2 separate regions of the Mus musculus genome follow, and region 2 is linked to region 1. The links are chromatin contacts, called in public Hi-C maps. All regions are on one chromosome and are shown on one strand. Each heading gives the region's core, a stretch centred on a gene start, on an enhancer-like site or on the middle of the called end of the contact. The rest is flanking DNA. Distances are from core to core; before and after follow the strand shown.

Region 1 (3,720 bases), core at 737-3,236:
CAAGCAGGGGTCCTATTAAGACAGCTGGAAAGTTGCTTCAGCGTGTTACGCTTGTAAGTTTTATTGGTGACTGGTTTTTGATTACACATTTGAATGTTGTGTGTTCCAGACTGCAGCTTTAATTAGACGGCAATGGTTTCTCTCTTTTTATTTTTTTGCAGTTGCACTGTATACCATTTGCTACAATCTCCGTCCATCTCCATTTTCATTTTCTAATGCTCATCACTTACCCTGCTTAGAGGCTCTGCTGCCCTTGCAGAATATAACTCCTAGCCTCCTCCTCCCACTAGGTTATGTTTTCTTACCTTTGTTGAAAGTGCTCACCACTACATCACCAGCTCTTACTTGAAGTATCAGTTCCTTGTGTCCTTAGATTGAGATGAGAATCCTTGTTACCTAGATCCGGAGTGAAGAGGAAGGCTGTCACGCCATACCATTCCAATGTTGGTCTACTCGACCACCTCTCTCCTGGCTTGAGCCAGCCTTCGAGATGGTATAATAATCAGCACTTTGCTATAATTTTGTAACATTTTATATTTATATATGTGTGTGTGTGTGTAATATTATATATGATGTTACCTGAAAGAAACCTAGGTTTTAAGAACTAGCATCTCACTATTATATGTGACAAATATTTAATTTTCTGGCAAAATGCTGAAGAGTTTCCAAGGGTAAGTGATGAGCATTAGAACGGGAAAGCTGAGTAACTGCATTTAAAACAAATCACCCACTGCTCTGCATGCAAAATTGCACGTGTGTTTGTCTCCTTAACTAATTACCGAAGCTACGAAGAGCGAGCTCTGTATCTGGAAGCAATAATTCAAAACCACCGGGAAGTCATGACATTTGAGGATTTCGCTGCTCAAGTCTTTTCTCCCTCTCCCAGCTACTCTGTCAGTGGAACGGGTGAGTGTCTACATGATTCTCCTCCCTCCCGCTTAAGACGTATTGAGTAGCAGATGTACACCTGTTTTTCACAGATAAATGCTTGCAAATTTAAGAAGAACGTTCCCCCTCTGAATCAACTAATGAATTTCAAAAGGAATGATGACATTCATTTTAATTTGTTTTGTATCCGAGCTGTTCGCTGTGTTCCTTTCTTCTGCTATCCTGTTAACCCTCGAATCTAGCAAGGTTAATGAACTTTTTCTCAATAATGTGCTCCGGTTCATTCAGGAGTGTGAGTTTCTTGCTGAGCTGGGAATATGGTGTTTAAAAGCGATGCCCAAATCACTGCATACTTATCAGAAAAGAGTTCCTCACAGTTGAAGCCGTCGCTCTAATGCTAAATGGGGATTATGCTGCTGAGATACCAGGGTCAGGGATTACTGCCAGAGACAGGGAAGGACAGTGTCCCCAGGCCTGTCATTACAGAGGGCCTCGTACACCAGTGTCATGTGGACAAGCCACTGACCACAGCAGCACCTGGTGTGGAGCCTTTAGAAAGTAAATTATAATGGCTTTCATTTAGTAGGTCAGTGGAATTTTCCATGGATTCCCTTATTTTTAGATACATACTATTTCTATATAATACTATCAATTTGAAAAAAGTATGTCCTGCCACTTAAATTGTTGGTATGATTATTACAGGTTTTTTTAAAGAATAAAATTATTACTGGTAAATTATTTTCATGTGCTGTTACAGATTAATTGCCTGTCAGACAGTAAGTGGAATATTTAGTGTACAGCATGTTGAAAATCTCAATGAGGGGCTTCCCTCACCTTCCCTGGTTTCAGCATAGCTATAAGGATGCTTAATAGATTTCTAGCCTGTGTTAATTGCTTCTGAACCAGGCTTGCTTCTCCTGTGCTGACTTGTTAACAAATATCTTACACACAAAGTGAAAAAAATTAAATTCAGTGAAATAAATCACTTACAAATAAAATCAGCCATGCGTCATTGTTTAACATCGCTGGCTTCAGGCCGTGCCTCTTGGAGCTTTGTTGGGAGATAAGAGAGAGAGGCAGGCACTTGCTTGGGAAGCCAGGAGCAGCAGGCAGAAGGCTTGGGAGATAAGCAAGCTGGCAGAGGTGCAGAGCTCCATTTACATAATCACGCCTCTGCTTCCTGGTGAGGCGAGAGAAACACAGGGATGGCCTCTATTGATCTTTGTTGAACTGGGATACTGAGCAACATGAGAAAAGCTTATAACTTAAAGCTTTGATTAATGTTTCTTACATTAAAAAAAGTAGAACAGCTGTGAATTGAATTCTTTTATACGCTCTGCCAGCATTCTATCTAAGACAAGAAAAAAATCTGTTTCAAGGGAAATGAAGATTTCATACCCAGTCTGGCTAGCGGTTTAAAATTGTGTCTAATTTTTCAGTGAAAGAACAGGAGGAATCCACAGCAAGCTAATGCTTTCCAGCTCCATTCAGTCTCTTCCCATCCTTTGGAGACGCTGGGACTCGGCGTTTCTCAGCAGAGGCTTTGGTTTTGGGTTTGTTTCTTGGTTTTTTTTTTTTTTGTTTTTTTTTGTTTTTGGTTTTGTTTTTGTTGTTTTTTTTTTTTTTTAACTTCTAAGAAAACATTTCATTTCTTAAAAATAAAAGAAAAAAATGAAATGATAAATGTTTATATTTCCTAACTTTTTATTTTTAAAGTTGATGATGATCAATGTTATTGAAATAATGATGGCTGTTATTTTCTATGTATATTTTAGCCTCTGTATAAATAAAGTTCAACCAATTCAGTTCTTAGGACTGTAGGAGCATTTTGATTTGTGTGACCACTTTGGAGAAGGGTAGATTTTGTTTTTTTGTTTTTTGTTTTGTTTTGTTTTAGAGAATGTCCTGTTTTTTTTTTCTTTAATTATTTAGTAAAAATTCCAACAGCTTGTCAGGACAGACATTAGAACTTTTATATATGGGGCAAGAAACCAAATATAGAACACCAAAGCAAATGGATTTTATCCTTCAGATCAACATCAGCACCGCATCCCGTCATGTTCACAACTTCTGCTTGCCCTTCACAGTGATAAGGAAAGAGATAGAAATGCAATCTATTTGAACTGCAGTGTGAGGGCAGTGCAGTGAGAATGGGGTTCACAGCCTCATCTGTGCAGGGGCACCTCTCAGAGCTGTATTCTTCCTGGTGTATGTGCAGCTTCACCCCTATTTTCACAGAGGAAAAGACTTTTCACTTATTCATAGTGGTTTTTTTATTTTCTTAGGACAAACACAGTCAAAACCAGATGAGCCCAGCCCAGCCAACTTACACTCAGAGACTGAGGTGAAGTCTGTTCTTCCAGACCACCTGGAAAAATGGACCCTGAACTTCTTACACACAGGGTCCAGTCAAACTGTCTGTGGCCATTTACATCATCAAAGCAGGGACGTGGGCGCCCAAGCGCTTTACATACATATGACAGGCTTCCCTAGGATACAGTCTTTAAGGAAGGTACTGCACTGTATAATACAGCACAGCCAGAGAGCAGCACAGCCCCACTGTAGAGAGATGTGCAGCTGAGCTTGACCATAGACTCTGTTGATGGGAAAAGCCTGTGCCTGCCACACTCCCTGACCACAGAGGCCTAGGAGCCAGAGCACCCAAATGAGTGAGTGTACTTCTATCCAAGGTACACCATGAGCTCTGAATAGGGACATGGGACTCAAATATAAGAGTTCATCTTCTGTCAACTCCTTTAAAAGGAGAATTCATCTCCCAACCAGAAATGCTATTTTAAAGCAGCCCTTGGTATCTGTTGCATCTATTGTTAG
Region 2 (3,720 bases), core at 394-2,893, 51 kb before region 1:
TCACTCACAGTAAGGGAGTGTTAAATATTGTTTGCAGTAATTTTTTCATCTAAATTATATAATACAAATTTGATAGCAAATCTCTAAGCTTTCAACTCATCACCTGGAATCAATAGAATTTTGCATTTCATATACCATAGGTCATGTGTGCATGTATATTTTGTTCTTAGTAAAAAAAAAAAACTGTACAAAAACTTCTCATCTGTATATATTTTCTTGTTCATGTATGTGTATTTTAGCACCCCTCTCTTTGTTAGTTTGTTGTTAAGCAAGGAATAAGTGATAGTAAGGGAAACCTGGGTCACCTGTAATCTCTTTCCTGCTGTGGCAGTTTGCAGAGCAACTGATTGGCTGTTTCAAGGGGGTAGCACAACTCAGAGAGGGTATGATAGGGCCCTGTGGTTGTCCATGGCTCTGTGGCCATTCACTGCTGCTTTCTTTCTGCATTCAGTGCAAGTTAGGCTTTGGTAGAAGAGAAGAGTGTAACCTCTCGGCTTTTATGAAATCTTGGTCGGTCACTGAGGACACAGTTCTCCTGGCCAGCTGTTCTGGCCATGTGGCCCTGAAAGCCCTGCCTGTAACCCATCCTGAAATCCCCAGAACATGTTGAGGAACTTTGGCTCCAAATGTCAGGCATTGATAGATGTTGTTTGGTTTTTTGGGTTTTTTCCCCCCAAAGCCTGGCAGTATATCCCTTGACAAAGCTGTATTGGTATGAACCCAGGCTTGTTAAGGAAGGAAGCAGCCTGGGTGTGCTGCCCTAGAAGAAAACTTCACTTCAAGACCAAATATCAGAGAAAAAAATTACTGCTCCCTGCTTCCTTGAGATACAGGTCACTGAGCTGAACAATAACAAAAAATTTCCTTGTCATCCAGACCTTTTTATATAACCACCCTACGTCCCTGTTTTGCTTCTACTATTTAGATTACAATTGTGAAATAGAACATTGACAAGCTACTCTGTTCTTATCGGTGTCCCACACTTTCTAGGCCATTCTATGAACAACAGTCATGTTGTTCATACCTTCGTAAATCCTTTACCTGGGGCCACTTGGTTTTTTTTGTGTAGTGACTGTATGCTGGCCCATGTTGAGCTGATGACACCCGAAGCAGACAGCCAGTGAAATTACTTAGTTATCTCTGCCTCTCCAGTCCTTCCCCAGGTGGCCGATGTTTCACTTCCTTAGAATAAACTTGATTAGGATCCAGTTTCATGTAAATTTTAACTAAAAGTAAAAATGTGAACAGTTAAGTATCAATCTGACTCTGTAATGTTTTTTTTTTTTTAATTCCCTTCTGATTAACTGGGGATTGGAAGTACTGCCAAAAAAAAAAATTGTCTTTGGGGGGCTTTTTGTTTTGTTTTGTTTTTTAGCAGTAGATCTAGCTTTGGGTCAAAAGAGTTCTTGTGTACAGTTCTCTTGGCTAATGATCAAACAGTTGGAACTGTGTGGCAGAGGCACATAGAAGACTGAAAAATATCATTGTCTCCCATAACTTAAAAAACAAAAAATGTGCCCACAGTAGGACTGTATATGGAAAGCGCCCTCTAATGGCTCAGCCCAGCCCTCCTGTGCCTTCCTGTAACCTCCACAGTGAGCTGAATCAGATCTGTCAAGCATGCTTCCGTCCCGTGGCCACTGCACGGCTGAATAGTGAGAGCCAACACACCTACCATCTGCCTCTTCCATCGCTCGCAGGGCCTGCTCCTCTGCCTAGAGCACAGTAAATGGGAAGCTTGCCACATGTTATGTTTACAGTTCCCAAGCCAGCTAAACATTCCAAAATGAAACTGTGGGCTGCTGATAGAAGTTCCTATAAGCATTTGAGCCAAGGGCTTTCATTCTCCTCCTCAGAGAACTTGTCTCAGGGAAAAGGTTCCCTTGCCATATGCAATGTGCCCATTAGGAGGAGTTCACCCCAAATCAAGCAGATGGTGGCTTTCTAGAATAAATGTCCACTTCAGTAGAACAATAGTCTCCGTTTCATTTGCTATCTCTACTCTGGAACTATCCATATTTGATGGAGAGAGTCAGTGTGCCTAAGAAAAAGTAGTTTTATGCCTTGTTCTGTCACAAGTGAAATTAGCTTTCATTGTTAGCTAACAGGTACATGAACATATGGTAATACTAGAGCCTCTCTTAGATATGTGAGCTTAATAGCATTCCTAGATTCTGCTCCTAATGTACACAGCTTCAAAAATGACCCTTCCCTTTAAAGTTCTAACAACCCAAGTTCTTTCTTCTCCAGTGGGATCCTGAGCTTTTCTTCCAGGACAGACCTTTGATTTCTTCTGCCCATCTCCCCTCACTGTAGGAAGGAAATCAAGCCATACCATGTGTTCTGTTTCACCATGCACAACCAATTATGCATGTGTCAGCATTTGCAGCCTTCCTGCCATGTGCCAGGCACCATCCTAACCACTCAGAATATAAATGTGAATAAGATATTCCAAGGGAGAGAGGACACTGTTTGCTTATGGACTAGGCTATGAAAGCCCATTACATTTGAGAATGACAGATGCTTCCATATGGCAGAGCGTAGGATAGGCACATGCAGAAACAGGCACACAGCAAAGACAGAGGCAGCGAGAGCCTGCACAGAGCTGTGGGAGGAGTTCTGTCTGGGAGAGAACAGGCAGGGCCTGGTCTGTAGCAGTGGCAAGGGGACAAGTTGGAACCTATGCAGGGGTTGGGCTGATCCAATGTATACCCATAGACAAAGTTCTGTGAAACTGTGAAAGAGTAGGTTTTGAAGGAAGAGGTAGCCATAGAGACATAAGAAAAGGGAAGCCCAAGGAGAGAGAGAGAGGAAACATTGCTTTCAGCAAACTGGCCACACAAGATGTATACTAGTAGTTGGCTTCGTCTATCACTGAGGCCAATAGTCTCAGGTCTATGCTGAAGGTGGTGGGTTTGTACTAGAGTTTGTATATAGAAGGAGAAAACTGGGTGTAAGAGGACTGAAAACTGAGTTACCAAAAAGGGAAAAGTTAAGACATATCTCCGAAAAGAAGGAAGACACTTGTGGGTGGGATCGAGTGCTTATGGATGGGAAATTAATGAGAGGGAACTAAACTGAAACAGACTGAATGGCAGGCACAAAGCGGCAGCTGGAAGGCATGGATGATACTTGAGGAATTGGGGTCCTAAACAGTCCTACAACAAAAACTTGTAATGGCTAGCTCTACTGCGTGGTATGGACTCTACAGCACATTCTACTATAGGCAACAAATATGTGCCACATTCTTGACTGGCAGCTAGTCTCATCTTTCAGAAAACAAGAAGCAAAACGCAAAATGCAATACATAGGATTCATTTCTTAACAGTTTGAAAGAATATTGTGACTCTGAGTATTGCAGGAAATAGTGGGTTTGTACTAGAGTATGTATATGGATGAGAGAAAGCAGAAATAGGACTGTCCTCTAGACACGTGCGAAGCGGTGCAAAAACTAAAGTTGAGAGGGCCAAGTGCTACATTTTCCCATGGGTGAATAGAAGACTAAAGAAAGAAAAAAAAACAAGAAGTAAGAAGTGGAAAATTCCTAATAAGTGAGATCTTTAAATTATAAAGTTTAAAGTATGTGGTATGTGGGGGCTCGCACCTATAGTCTCAGCACTCCAAAGGTGGAGGAGGTAGAATGTCATGAGTTTAAGGTTACTTTCGGCTTCACAACAAATCCAAGGCCAGTCTAGGACACATGAGACCTGTCTCTAAACA

Evidence for each region. Hi-C and Micro-C count contacts between places; a contact is called where the count stands out from the background.
Region 2: a Hi-C map of cerebellum shows a contact between it and region 1, with 1.7 times the contacts expected there. The contact joins the enhancer-like site here to the promoter of A930019D19Rik in region 1. A contact is called at or near these places in 3 of 39 promoter capture datasets (the C10 cell line and embryonic stem cells), 7 of 484 Hi-C or Micro-C datasets (the C10 cell line, cerebellar granule neurons, cerebellum and 3 more), 4 of 115 datasets of contacts at active chromatin or transcription factors (bone marrow-derived dendritic cells, cardiomyocytes and embryonic stem cells) and 1 of 9 other capture datasets (pancreatic islet).

Annotation. Positions count from the first base shown.
Region 1 is chr2:146,257,552-146,261,271 of GRCm38.p6, reverse strand. A930019D19Rik (RIKEN cDNA A930019D19 gene) reads right to left here and starts at 1,986. Exons shown (of 4, transcript NR_040619.1): 1 at 1,879-1,986; 2 at 306-396. Ralgapa2 (Ral GTPase activating protein, alpha subunit 2 (catalytic)) reads left to right here. Exons shown (of 41, transcript NM_001033348.3): 39 at 785-906.
Region 2 is chr2:146,308,439-146,312,158 of GRCm38.p6, reverse strand. The region is part of intron 38 of Ralgapa2 (Ral GTPase activating protein, alpha subunit 2 (catalytic)); the gene reads left to right. Among named protein-coding and RNA genes, the nearest start is that of A930019D19Rik, 51 kb to the right of the region's middle. Within about 2 kb of position 1,643, at least 41 of the 459 cell types and tissues checked have an H3K27ac peak or open chromatin away from gene starts, as enhancers often do. A contact at or near this core is called in cerebellar granule neurons, cerebellum, forebrain and 2 more, where this site is marked.